Regions from separate parts of the Mus musculus genome. Here region 2 is linked to region 1. A link is a contact called in public Micro-C data. All regions are on one chromosome and are shown on one strand. The core of a region is the stretch at or near the end of the contact, and the rest is flanking DNA. Distances in the headings are between cores, read along the strand shown.

Region 1 (6,995 bases), core at 2,256-4,755:
ACAAAAAAACCCCAATAACTAAGAATTTTAAATTTATTCATTTGTGTGTGTATGGTCACACACACGTACCAAGGCAGGTGTAGAAATCAGAGGGAAACCTGCAGGACTCACTGCTATTCTCCATTGGGTCCTAGGGATTGGACTCAGGTCAACGGGCTTGGTGGCAAGCACCCGCATCAGATGAGCCACTTTGCCAGCCTATCTTCAGGTAAATATTTTGCATAGAATTGTAGTATTGTGGAGCATGCATAACTTGGCGATTGTTGCTAATGCTACCAGCTGTAGTTAAATTCTTCCAACATGTCATTTTAAAAAATTGTTTTGCCCAGGCAGTGGTGGTGCACGCCTTCAGTCCTAACCCTCTGGAGACAGAGGCAGGTGAATCTCTGAGTTTAAGGCTATCCTGGTCTACAGAGTGAGTTCCAGGGCAGCCACTGATACACAGAGTAACCCTGTTTTGAAAACAAAACAAAACAAGCAAACAAATAAATAAAACCTAATTAAAATGTAAATACTATTCAAGTGTGTTTTGACTATGTGTGTATATGGGAGCATGCCTTGTACCTAAGGGCCAGAAGAGGTCGCTGGATCCCCTGGAACTGGAGTTTCAGAAAGTTGTGAGCTGTCGTAAGGGTGCAGGGAACTGGACAAAGGTCCTCTACAAGAGCAGCAAGTACTTGTTACTGCTGAGCCATCTCTCCTGCACCCTGTCTTTTTTTCTATGTCATCTTGGCAGGACTGGAACTCTCTACACTAGATTGGCCTCGAACTCATGGATCTTCCTGCCTCTGCCTTTCATGTGCTAGAGGGAGATTCAGAATGTGAAGTGCTCGCCATGCAACTACAGGGACCTGAGCCTTATGCTCGGAGCCCAGATAAAGAAGACAGGTGTGGTGGTACATGCTTGTAACCCTAGGGCTGAAGAAGCAGAGAGCGCAAGATCTCTGGGGCCGGCTGCACAGCCAGCCAATCTGTGGGGAGCTCCAGAGCAAGGAGAGACCCTGTCTTTCAACCGCTGGGACACAAGCGAGCTGCTGTGCCCACCTGGAGTTTACGTGGATTTGGGAGATCCAATCTTTTGCTTGAGCACCGAGACCTTTAACCGCTGAGCCATCTCCCCAGCCCTGGGTGCATTTCTGACTTGCAGTGGGTTTGTTGTTACGATGCTCAAGGTAGGAACTGCTTCAGTAGGAGGACAGGAAACAGACTGGGCATGCGGGGTGTACACTTGCACTTTCGGCCTCAGGAAGGCTGAGGCAGGGTAGGAACTGAAGGCCAGCCTGAGCTGCGCAGCAAGACTGTCTAAAAATAAATAATAAAGGGCCGGTGGGGGAGAGAATTGGCTTGAGCCTGAGCTACGCTGCAAGACTGTCTAAAAAAATAATAATAAGGGGGCGGGAAATCAAGCCAGAAACAAGAATTATGAAAAGAATAGTTTAAAGTTTAATTGCTCCATTCCTCTGGACACAACCTCGTCCTTCTCCAGCCCATGCCCTCCTGGTCCCCCTCTCCCTTTTCATGGGCCACAGATATGCTTGCTGCTTCCAGCTCTTTACGGTGAGTCTACATCTCGTCAGCTTCAATTCCAAACTTTATGAAAACTAGGAGGTAGCTTGAGGTGAAGTGCTGTCATCTTTACCCCTAACCTCTGGCATTCATTGACTCAGAGTTTAATGTGTCGCTTGAGTGAGGAAGTCCCCCTGGGGGAAGCCTCGTGACCAGTTACTTCTCTGGCCCGTGTGGGTGCTCTGAAGTGTCCACAGACCTCTGTAAAGCTCCTGCCGGAGAGAGGCTGACAACCTTCTGGGAAGTTTCCCCAATTCTTCAGGAGCCAGTGCTGAAGCACCAGAATTCCTCAGGGTGGAGGGGAGAACTTGTTTCGGGCCATGTCTAACTCTCCCTGGCTCCTGCCTCTCACATGCTCCTGTTGAATTTCCTTGGATTCACCCTGTTGTTTCTCACCTCCGTGCTTTTCTGTATTAGGCTAAACTGGGTGTCTGACAGGCCCTAGGCATCACTCTGTCTCTTCAGCTATCATTCCATCTTCAGAGTAAGTATGCCTTCTGTAAGTCTCCCCTTAGACCCACGAGTGGGATAGGATGCCCTCGGTTGGTCTCTTAGCTGTGGAGCACGTGTCCACTCATCACAACCTACATTTCAGTTGAACTGTGTGGAGCAAACATTTGATTCAGAGGCTTTCCTCTGCAGTCCTCTGCTTAACCAAAAAGGGAGAAAGAGAATAACATTTAATAACCCATCTGGTGCCCCGAGCACACCCCTAAGAGGGTGAGATAGGAGCTCTGAGTGCGTCTTGGCCCCGGCTTGTTTTGTCTTGGGACCCTCTGGCCTCTCTGGATGTGATGCTGGTGTTTGAAGATCTGTTGTTTCACAAAGCAGGATACACCAGGATATCGGGGTGTTGGGGGGGCAGAACCAAAGCAAGCAAACAAAACATAAGAAGGAAAGAAAGCAAAGTTTAGTCACTCACAAGTTTAGCCATTTCTAAAGCTGTAGGAATGGGGTTCAGATCCTTCTATAACCAACACCACCGATGGCCTGGGTAAAGTAACCAACTTACCCAGACTTTAGGTCACGTGCTGTGCCTGAGCATCTTATGCGGCTACACTGAGGCTTAATGAATAACCGGCACAAGGTGGACTATTAGTAACAGTTTGTCTTACCCCGGCTCACATAGCCCTCCCTCCTCTACCAATGGATTCTCTCCTTAGAAGACATAAAGAGGTGACACGCTGAGCAGGCCTTCTAGAAGAGGCAGCATATTCAGAGTTCCACCTGCAGGTCACTCCCTGGTCCAAGCCTGTAGCAATATCGCTCTTCAGAAGACTGAAGTAAGAGAGGGAGAGGCGAGAGAGGAGGAAGGAGAAAGGGACAGAGGGGAAAAGTGAGGGATAGAGGGAGTGAGAGAACGAAAGGGAGAGGAAGAGACAGAGAAATATTGATTATATAAGCCCCTACCGGCATTTAGGATCTGATCCTGGGGGCGTCTACGTGATCTCATCGAGTCCCTCTTCCCAGCTTTTTGTGCTACCTTGTTATTTTATACTTCACTCTTTCATCCGAATGGGTATTCAATTGAGCCGGCTCCGATAACCAGTGGCTCCTTAGTCAGAGGCAAAAAAGTTCTTTGGCTGGATGCTAGATGCCTCGGTTACGAAGCAGGAGCCTGGCTCCTTCCTCTTCAGCTAGACCAGTGACTGCTGCTTCGCTGCTGGAGCTCCATCCTTTGCAGCGTGGCCGCGGGAAAGAAAAGTCAATTTTTGCAAACAGTAGGCTCTTCATGTGTAGTATAATCCAGACAGCCTAGATCTGTACTCTGCAAATGCCAGCCCAGCAGTCGGGCACAGGATGCCCTCTAGGGAAGTGGTCCGGAGGGGTCAGGGATGCCCAGGCAATCTGGACCATTGGAACTCTCCGCCCGCTAGAGAGGAGACCAAGCAAGACCTTTCCGACGGCACCACCCCCTCAGACCCAACAGGACGAGTCGCCCCTAGCAACAGCAGCCGGCAGCTAGCTCCGACCGCGCTGATTGGCGGAACTCCAGGCGGCCGTAGCGTCACTTCCGGCAGCCGGAGGCAGCGGAGGAAGCCGAGGCGCGGCCATCTTGAGTCTGTAAGGCTCCTGAGGTGCCGGGAGCGGCGGTGGCAGCCGGCAGGGCGAGGCCGGGCGGAAAGCGAGCCGGAGAAGGGAAAGCAGCCGGGCGTGGGCGCCTCCTCCGCGGCTCCCTCCATGGTCGGCGCCTGCAGGCCGCGGCGGCCTGTCTTGCGCTCCATCTCCGCTCCATCCTCCTGCGCTGCTGCCTCTTCAGGGGCTGCCGGCCGCGCCGTGTCGAGCCCCCGGGGCTGAGCTCCGCGGCGCTGCGGCTGCGAGCGGCGAGGAGGCGCGGGGCCCGCGAGGCCCGTGAGGTGCCCTGAGGCTTGCGGCGGCGGCCAGCCGGCCCGCTTCCAGTGCGGCCGCCGGCGCTGGGGGAGAATGAGCCCCGGGGCCCGCGGGCGCACGGCCCGGGCCAGGCCGGAGATCTAGACTCCGGCCAGGGAGGGCAGGGCCCGGAGGCTCGCGGCCGCTGCTCGCCGGCCGCCCAAAGCTGGGCGGTTTTGTTTTCGCCTTGGCGTTGTGCGGAATCAAAGCGCAATAAGATGTCCACTAGGACCCCTTTGCCAACGGTGAATGAACGAGACACTGAAAACGTGAGTGGACTGCGCTGCAGGGTGGCAGACCCTCAGGGTGGTAGCAGGGGGATCCAGCCCAGATGCTCCAGGCAGGGGTCAAGGCGCAGCCCTGTCCTGCGGCGCGCGTGCGGCCTGCGCGCTGTCCTTACGGTCGGCTGAGCATTACCCGTCCGTGCGCTGCTGCGGCCAGTGCGCGGTTGAACACAACTCTCCTCTTAACGTCGGGCAGGGTCTGAGCCTGCCAGTCAGACCTAGGTGCAGATTAATAGGATCCAATCGGGTCGAGCGGAGCGCCCTTTAAAAGGGGACTAAGTTTAATGACAACTGCCAAAACTAAGTGCCCCGTGGAGAGATCCTTGTGGGCCCCCGTAGTTCCCGCACTCACAAGAGTAGTTCTCTGCTCCAGAGCCGCTGCCTTTATCAAGGAGTAGCTTCCCGTCCTTGGCAAAGCTAAATCTGTTCGGAAGCAGCGGGCTGAGTGTTTTGAGAAGCAGATGTGAAGCTCTGCTCTGTTCTGCTGCCCGGCCGAGGGACACCCACTGGGTTGCCTTTTCCTTCCGCTGCAAAAGGTTGGCTTGGAGTAGCTCTCAGGCCCGGTCCAGTGTGCACACCCAGCAAATCTATGTAAAAGGATTTTGTTGGAAAGGACCTGCAGAACCAAACCAAACCACAGCCTGGAGCAGCATTGCTAGGGAGTGACAAACGTGTAGTAGAAGTTCTACTGAAGAAATGTTTGACCTGCCCAAGTGTTTTTTGAACTCTTCTTCCGCATCGGATTCCAAAGTGTTCCAGCCTAGCTTTGTCCTCTGTAAAGCATTTAGTAAATAACTTGTAAAGAAACTTCACTGGCCTTTCATTATGCGGAGCTATGAGGTAACTGCTGGCAAGAAAATGCAGTCTCTTTGGAAAAGCTTTCATGCTTCGGGTGTTTTCATGCTTTGAAAACCATCCTTAGACATGGTGACCTAGTGGTATCAAATGCCTTCATTTTAATCTTCAAAATGACACTTGTGCTTGATAGCTATTAGGTAATTTAATCTATTTGGTCTAAGTCATCTCTGTGGTGTGTTACTATACAGTTGTATATGTTCTTCCCCCTGAGATAGATAGAAGATTTCCTAACTGGGAGAGCTTAGACTAGACCTTTTCCCTCCTCTTCCTTCCTCACCCTTCTCCCCTTCTTTCTCTTTTTTTTCTCTTCCTCACTTCTTTGTTCCACAGTTCTTGCTGTGTTGCTTGGGCTGTCTAAGGGAGCCTCTGCCTCAGTTTCCCCACAGCAGAGGATACAGACACATCCACCTGAGACCTTTCCTCTTTATGTTCTTTTGAAGAAACTTATCTTTGACCTGATTGATCATCATATTCTTTGGCTACCCTAAAAAATGAAGCAAGTAAATCAGTTGATTGGCTTTGATCATTGAAATCAAAACTTTAGGTAGAACTAGAACTTATGCTTTCTAAATTGAAGAAACAGGTTTATGATAATGAAAGACACCATTTTAGTCTTCTTTAAATTTCTATACTATCATCTGTCTGTCTATCTAATCTGCCATGTCTGTCTGTCTGTCTGTCTGTCTATCTATCTATCTATCTATCTATCTATCTATCTATCTATCTATCTATCTATCTAATCTGCCATGTCACTGTGTAGCTCTGGCTATCCTGGAATTCTCTATGTAGACTAGTGACCTGCCTGCCTCTGCCTCTGAAGTGCTGGGGTTTAAAGGCATGCTCCACCCTGCCTGGCTTTAACAGTATATTTCATGGGGGTGGGAGGACTCAAGGAGAAGTAGTCTATTTTTAGTCTGGAATGCATGGTTTTAGGTAGTTATTTGTGATTATTTTAGACTGAAGTGGCTCATTCTTCCCATGTTCTTTGTCAATTTGTTAAGTTGTTTTGTGATTTTGTATGTGGTAGAATTGCTACCTTTGTTTTTAAAAACAACCTAAGGGCTAGAAATGTGCCTCAGTGATAGAGAGAAAACTTTAGGATGTGAAGGATGCCTTATTCTTTTTCTTTTTCCTTTTCTCTTCTTTTCTCTTCCTTCCTTCCTTTCCTTTCTTCTTTCTTTTTTTGGTTTTTCCAGGCAGGGTTTCTCTATATAGTCCTGGCTGTCCTGGAACTCACTTTGTAGACCAGGCTGGCCTCGAACTCAGAAATCCATCTGCCTCTGCCTCCCAAGTGCTGGGATTAAAGGCGTGTGTCACCACCGCCCGGCATATGCTTTTTGTTTTTGTTTTGTTTTTTTGGTTTTTTTGGGTTTGGTTTTTTGAGACAGGATTTCTCTATATAGCCTTGGCTGTCCTGGAACTCACTTTGTAGACCAGGCTGGCCTCGAACTCAGAAATCCACCTGCCTCTGCCTCCCGAGTGCTGGGATTAAAGGTATGCGCCACCACGTCCCGCGCTTTTTGTTTTGAAGATAGGATTTCTCTGTGTATATCTGGCTGTCCTGGAACTCACTCTGTAGACCTGGTTGGCCTCAAATTTAGAGGTCTGCCTGCCTCTGCCTTCTAAGTGCTGGGATTAAAAGGTGTTTGCCATTGGGTTGGAGAAATGTCTCAGCTACTAAGAGCATCGACTGCCCTTTCAGAGGTCCTGAGTTCAACTCCCAGCAACCACATGGTGGCTCACAACCATGTAATGGGATCAATGCCCTCTTCTGGTGTGTCTGAAGACAACTACAGTGTACTCAAATAAATAAAGTAAATAAACCTTAAAGAGAGAGAGAGAGAGAGAGAGAGAGAGAGAGAGAGAGAGAGAGAGAGAGAGAGAGAGAGGGGCTTGCCATCACTGACCAGCCACTTT
Region 2 (6,969 bases), core at 1,321-3,820, 1.1 Mb after region 1:
TCCGTGAGCCCCAGAGGGCCCACAATTACCCATGTCCCCTCATGTGATCTACCCATCTCTGGTTCCCAGGTTCCCTCCTCACCCTTACTCCCTGCCAGCCTGCCTGACGTGTCTCCAAAGGTTGCTATAGAAGACCTCCCTCCAGTAGTAGATGCTACACACCCAGATCTAGGCCTGGTAGTCCGGGGTGCAAGGCTGTGGCCAACCCCCATCATCCTGGTCTCTGCTAGAAACATTCATTTCCAGAAGGCTTTTCCTGTTAGGCAGCTTGTTCAATTTGCTACCCCAGCAGATTAGGCCACCTCCTCCAGGCAGCCCTGACTGCTTCTGCTCTGCCTCGCACTAGTGAGGGGTGCTTACCACTGTCTCACCACCCCCTACAGTCTGGGAGGCCTACTGCAGGTCGCAGGGTCCCTACGGCTCACGTTAGGAACGCGGGAAGGCCAACACTGGAGAGCACAAGTAGAACAGGCACGGTATGAAGCTGAGCCCAAAGTCCTTCAGGACAACACTAAAAACTCCTCAGGCAGAACCCCAGACCCCTTGGGAACACAGCACCCTGCCTGTGAAGCTGTCCCCTTCACTTGGTGAGTACACACTAGGCACATATGGTTCTGTCGAGCCTTCACCCTACGCCTGAGACAGAGAGACTCTGAGACAGCCTGCTGGGAACACCCAAAGCAGTGGTTACGACCCACAATTACAGTATCCGGGAGCCCACAAACAGGGCAGGTAACACACAAGGGTCCTGCAGCGGCCAACTAGCTAGCCTGTGCAAAGCAAAGGGTGCCAGCTCACCTCGCAAAGATCCCCCCGCCCCCCAATTGCTTCTCTTCCAGAGGGACACCTAGGTATCCTTCAAATATCCCCAAGTCTGGACATTCTGGGAAAGTGCACCTGAACAGCCCTTGACCAGCAAGCCTGTGTTGTCCCTCCACCTGGAGTTCATGTGGACAATCCCCAGGAAAAGACTGGAAGGCCGCCGTGGAATAGATCCCAACTAGGGTCTACTACAGCTGACTGGCAACCCCCTATGTCATCTCTCTAGCCCAGAAGACACAAGCTGGCACCCAGAGTCTCTGTCACTTTGCCTTGTATGAAGCTAAATGTGGAACAAAAGGGAGGCCGGCTGCTATGTGTCAAATGCCAAATGCCAAAGTAGGAAAGACCACACCTGGCCCAAGAAGGAAAGAGCCCTTCCCTCAGCAAGCAGGTGGCGACTAAAAGCCAGAACGAAAAAGATAAGCCAAGAAGAAATCCCAGCTCAGTGACTGTCAGAGTGGGTGTGGCCTGGAGGCAGAGGGCTGTACTGCAAGATCTCTCTCGGTGGATGTCCCCTACCCCCACCCAGCCCCAAGGTCTGCTGATGACAGTCAGCTGTCCAGAGCCGTGTAAAAATAAATTCATACACACGGAGTGAAGAAACACAGCCATGTTAACGCCAATGTCCACATCAAGCCGACTTAAGCATGGGACACTCTTCCCACCATGCCATGCCGTAAGGGCATATGGTTGCTATTGTTAAGTCTTAAGAGTTCAGCCCCTCTGGGACACTGGCCCGTGAGCCACACGCCCAGCTGGGGCCCCACCAAGGCGACTCGCCCTTCACTTTAGTGATGGCTCTAGGCAGTCAAGGCTAGCCACCTGGAGCAAGACCAGGGGCCTGGGGGAAGGAGGAGTTTGGCCACACAGCAGAGGCCCAAGGTTCCACCACCGCCCAACTTAGAAACCAGTCCTCTTTAGACAATTCCATCAGCTCAGCCAGTATCCCGGATCCGGGAGACCGAGTCCACGCCGTCCTCAAGGCCCCCCCCCCCCCCGGCACCTCCAGAAACCACCTAGTCCAGGAAGCAGCTTCCGGGCCCAGGAGGGTTAGCAGTCCTTTGTGGGCTAGCCTGGGCACTGTGCCACCGCGCACAACTTTCTGTCCGTGGGAAATGAGTTCTCCTTCCCAGGGCCCTCCCACCGCACGCAGGCCGCGGGGCGAGCCTTTCTCCTACCCTCGCTGGCCGAGTGCCCGGGCAGCCCCAGGCCCCAGGGCGCACCGGCCCCCACTGCGCACACCAACAGCGCCCCTCTCCCGCGACCTGGCCCCGTGGAGCGGCCACCCAAGGTCACGCAGCGGCCGCCCGCACCCTCGCCGGCGTGGGCCTCCTGCGCGACCAGCCCGGCCCCGCGCGCTCCCCGCCCAGGCCTCCGCTCGGCCACTTCCTGCTCCTACTCCGAGGCGCGGCGCGGCCGGGAACAAAGCGGGGTGGCCGCGGCCCGGAACAGGGCGCGGCGCGGGCACTCACCGGGCCGCCGCGTGCGGGCGACTGGGCCTAGCCGGGCCGCGGCCTCGGGCGCCCGCCGCTCCGCATCCCGCGGGCGGGCGCTGGGCGGGGCCGGCTGAAGGCAGCGGCGTCCGGGCGCGCGCTGCTGGCCGGATCTGGGCCGCCGCGGTGCCGGCCACAGGACGCTGCTCGGTCCGCTCCGCTGGTCCCGGACTCGCGTGCGCTGCCGCGCTGGGCCGGCCGCCCGCCGACTCGGTGCTGCCGCCGCCGCCGCCGGCCCGCCTTCTCCCCGCCCCGCGCCCGCGCCGCCCGCCCACATCCGCCTCCGCCGCCCCGGGCGCCCCCGGCGCGGCCCGCGGCCAGGGCGAGGCACCCCGTGAGCGCGAGCGCGGCCCCGCAGGCGCCGCCCTCGGGTGGCCCCGAGCCAGGGCCACGCGGGTAACGGAGCCCCGCCGCAGATCCAGAGCTCCAGCTCTGGTCTGGGTTTCCCGGTTTGTGGGACCTGGCCCTTCCCTGCCTAGCTCTCCAGACCCCAAGGAGGGAGGCCAGCGTGGGAAGTGAATCAGTTTGACTCTCAAGAGGCCCAACTGTCCCCATCTTGGGAGCCGGGAGAGACCGGTCACCGGTGTCCTAAAGGCCAGCCAACACAAGAAAGAAGGCTATTGAGGGCTCATCCAACCCAGTACTGCCTGCCACAGCAACTGATAAGGACTCCCCAGGTGACAGGGAGGACGGGAGCACACCTGGACACCCAGAGGGGGCAGATTCAGGGGTAGGACTCAGTCAGCCAAGACCTTGCTGTGGACTCAGATGGGTGAGGCTTGGGGGGCGGTTCCTTATGGTGTCCCGGAATTGAAGAGTCAAGGTGGTTCCTGCCTCTTATCCATCCTCAGTCCTTCCCCCTTCGGCCAGCCTCAGCAGTTCCTGCGCAGGGCCCCTCCCTCGTCCCAGAAGCCCGACTTGATAGTAACCCTTTTGTGAATTTACCTTCATGTGTTTGGTATTTTTAACCAGGGGGCATTTTTTGTTTTTCATACAAGGGTCAGAGTTCACCAGGAGTGTAAACAAGAGGGTAGATTTAGTAGTCCACGCTATCGCCCAGGATGGAAATCGGAGCTCCTTCTCGGGCTCCTGGGGCTGACCTGGGAAGCACACCCCACTCCCGGAGAAGAACTCACTCTCCTCTCAGCCACGCCCCATACCCTTCAGACGGGGATGGGGATGGGGGGCTCTGTTCTGTGCCCTATCTGCTGCACAGCTGCCCCAGCTCAGAGAGCCTCCAGGGCGCTAAGTCAGAGGCTCAGCAGCAGTTCTGTTCTGCTCCAGCAGTATCCCTGACCCTGAGAGTGGCCTTCAGAGGCTGAGAGTCACACAAATATCCATCACTCGCCCAGCAAACCTTCACCCCAGGCCCCCAACTCCTCCTCTCCTACTTCCCCCATCCCGTTGCTACACAGTTAGAGCCAGCAGGGCGCCCTCTTGTGGAACACAGCAATTTCTGGCTGTTCTCTAGTGACCCTTCTCACTCGGATGCTCTTCCTGGAAGCCACTGTTGGAGACAGCTCCTACCTGTGGTGAGCCCTGTTTCTATGCAGTAACCAGTCCCGCCTCCCTTCTTTGTGTCTCTATCTTCCCCCGAGTCCGGAGTGGGTTGGGGGATAGGCGACTCCTTCTGGGTCCACACTTTGGCAACACCTCTTTGGGCCTCCTAGACAGAGCCACAAGGTGAGTAAGGTCCGCCTTACTGAGACTTGCCACTGGCCTGCTCTGCAGCCATGCTCTCCAACAAAAACTGGTCCCGGGGGCTGGCGAGATGGCTCAGCGGGTAAGATGACTGCTCTTCCGAAGGTCCTGAGTTCAAATCCCAGCAACCACGTGGTGGCTCACAACCACCCGTAATGAGATCTGACGCCCCCTTCTGGTGCGTCTGAAGACAGCTACAGTACTTATGTATAATAATAAATAAATCTTCAAAAAAAAAAAAACCAAAAACCAAAAACAAACAAACCAACCTGTGGTTCCTGACCCTCTTCCCCCCTCACAGAGGTCTTCCCCCCTCTCTCACAGAGGTCTTCCTCCCTCTCATCCCTGGCAGCTTGGTAGGATGCAGGCACTATCCTGAGCTAAGAGGTCTGGGCATCAGCTACATAGTGAGATATGCTCTTGAGACAGCTCCCAAGTTAGATGGCACCCGAAATCTAGAGAGGTTCTGCCTGTAGCAGCCGGACTGTGGCTCTGTGATAGCCTCTGTCATCTATATGCCAGTAGAGAGGCATCTCGGAGTGGCAGGTGTCAGGGTTCTCAGCACAGATGGTGGACCAGTCTGAGGAATGTCCAGTGACCCTGCAGGTGTGGCTGGTCCTGCAGGCAGCAGTTTCACTGTCTTTGTACCTCACAGGTTCTCTGCCCTAAGACCTATGTAGGGTAAGTGAGAGGCGAGGCTGTGAGGCATTGCCCAACATGGAGGAAGAGGGAAAAGGGGGGCTGGTTGGTGTCAGCGTTCAACATCCAGCCATCATTTTCTCAAGAACCGTTCTGTGGCAGGCTTAGGCACACAAGCGTGGCCTGCTAAAGGAACAGGGACGCACCTTGATGGACAACCTTGGACTCTGCACAGGTCCATGCAGGATGGGTTGCAGGTCAAGAGGGATCAGGGAGGAACTCACTAAAGACGTGACCTTCAAGCAAAGGCAGGAATAAAGAGGAGAGACCGTGTCAGGGACTTTGGAAAGAACATCCCAGGACCACAGGCACATCGCCTTACGGTATGCCCTGAAGTTAATTTTCACAGGTCCCTAGAATATGCTCTGATTCCCGTGTTGCTAGTCCCCAGTAGCAGAGGTATTTATTATTAAGGGGGTAGGGCAGTGGTTCTCAACCTGTGGGTCACGACCCATTGGGGATAAAATGACCCTTTCATAGAGGTCGCCTAAGATCATCAGAAAAGCAGATGGTTCACAGGACGATTCGTAAAAGTGGCAAGATTAAATTTATGAAGTAGCGACAAAAAATAATTTTATAGTTAGGAGTCACCACAACATGAAGAACTGTATTATTAAAAGGTTGAAGCATTAGGAAGGTTGAGAACCACGGATATTGGGGCTCAGAATCATGCTAATTCTGGGAGGGGCTGAGGCAGAGGCAGGCTCCAGAGAGGGACGGTAGGATCTGGGCTTACTCTGAACATAGGATGTGGGCCATTCCTACAGAGGTAGAGTGGTGGTAAATACTTGGACAGTCAGAGGGAACTGGCCCTCCCCCGGCCGGGCTCCTATGTTGGGGGCAGCCAAGCTCCGCCCCTCAGCCATGCAGTGCCTGGATAACTGCCAGGTGACTCTAGGCTTCTTACTGCAGGTGCCAGATGAAGAAAATATAGTCAAATGTGCATTTCAGACACATACATTTCTTTTCCAGGGCAGGAAGTTGAGACTGGGCCTTGCCATGTAGCTCAGGCTGGTCTAGAACTTGAAATATCCCTGCTTCAACCTCCGTTTAGTACAACACTGGTTTTCTTCCCTGTAGAATCTAGGTCCTCCAGGAACCCTGGGAGCCCCCTTGGGCTTCCAATACAACTTTGAACAGGCCCCCTGGAGCTGTCCCCAACAGCCAGAAAGCCCCACTTCACAACTGGGTACTCTGTTCTGAGTGTCTAATGAGCCGGGCAGGGGGTTGGGGGGAGAGACAGGACTCAGCGGCTGTCTCTACCCAGAATGCCTTTGGATATTCTACCCAAACCCCTTTCCCTGTAATTCCTGTGCAAGACCTCCTTCATACTTACCCTCCAGCTCTCTATGTGGTGCCCACCCAACATTATTGGTCCCTGGACTTCTAACAAATGCAAGGTGAAAATTCGGAACGGGCCTAGCCCCATAGGAACTCTGGCTCTGTGATTTGGTACTGCGTGGCCCCTCCCTCACGCTAGAACTGTAAATGAGAGTGTCTAACTGACAAGCTTAATGAAGCTCAACGTGAGCGATGTCTCAAGCAACTTCAAGCCCCCTCAGCTAAGAATACCCCTCCGCCTGCACACTTGGGAGCCATTGGTGTAGCCCATGCCAAGGGGCCTCGACTCCTCTAAACCCCGGGCTCTATTGTCACGTCCTCTCCCCAGAAGAAGCAGGAGTCTCCTCAAACCCTGCTGACCCTGATTCCCCTGGAACACTGTGCCCAGGGTGCCGGCCCTGGCCTCTCTCCATATCACTCCTCCTACATCCTGTGTGTGACCTGTCTGCCTAACTCCGGAGGTCTCCTGCCACTTCTCTGTGATTGTGTCTTAAACCCATCCCACCACATCTGCCCTACCCAGTGCCCTCTGTCACAGATCTTAGTGCGCTTGACTGTCAGCCCAGGGTCTGCAGAGGGCGGTAATTCTCTCTCTGAGACCCCAGCTCCACGGCCTGTCCCAGATGTGTTAACGTGAATTCAAGAGAAATCTTCATAGGGCGAAGTGAATTTCTTTTTGACATTTGTGGTCTCTCATTGGCGCCCTGACCCATCTGAAGGACCGTCTTCCAACGGGTCCGAGGCCATTGTCCCGTAGTCCACGGAGAAGCAACTGCCCCTTTGTCCACCAGGGCAGTCGGGACCCCATGGAGGACACAGAGGCCCAGGAGACAAGTATCGCGAGAGGGTCCCGCACCCCCTCCCGTCACAGAGTGCGGCGGGCTAGCTTCTAGCGGGACTGACCGGGTGGGGC

Evidence for each region. A called contact is a pair of places that touch in the nucleus more often than the background predicts.
Region 2: a contact with region 1 is called in a Micro-C map of embryonic stem cells, with 5 times the contacts expected there. The contact joins the promoter of Akt1 here to the promoter of 2810029C07Rik in region 1. A contact is called at or near these places in 2 of 39 promoter capture datasets (liver and pre-B cells), 1 of 484 Hi-C or Micro-C datasets (embryonic stem cells) and 3 of 115 datasets of contacts at active chromatin or transcription factors (extraembryonic endoderm stem cells, pancreatic cancer cells and trophoblast stem cells).

What each region holds. Positions count from the first base shown.
Region 1 is chr12:111,570,897-111,577,891 of GRCm38.p6, forward strand. It overlaps 2810029C07Rik (RIKEN cDNA 2810029C07 gene), which reads right to left and starts at 3,506. Exons shown (of 2, transcript NR_045295.1): 1 at 2,977-3,506; 2 at 1,421-2,844. It overlaps Mark3 (MAP/microtubule affinity regulating kinase 3), which reads left to right and starts at 3,625. Exons shown (of 18, transcript NM_001370744.1): 1 at 3,625-4,205. The coding sequence starts at 4,155.
Region 2 is chr12:112,671,706-112,678,674 of GRCm38.p6, forward strand. Akt1 (thymoma viral proto-oncogene 1) reads right to left here and starts at 2,571. Exons shown (of 14, transcript NM_009652.3): 1 at 2,295-2,571. Gm30150 (a long non-coding RNA gene) reads left to right here and starts at 2,771. Exons shown (of 3, transcript XR_381988.3): 1 at 2,771-2,992; 2 at 3,314-3,847; 3 at 3,986-4,265. It also overlaps a transcript of Zbtb42 not described here.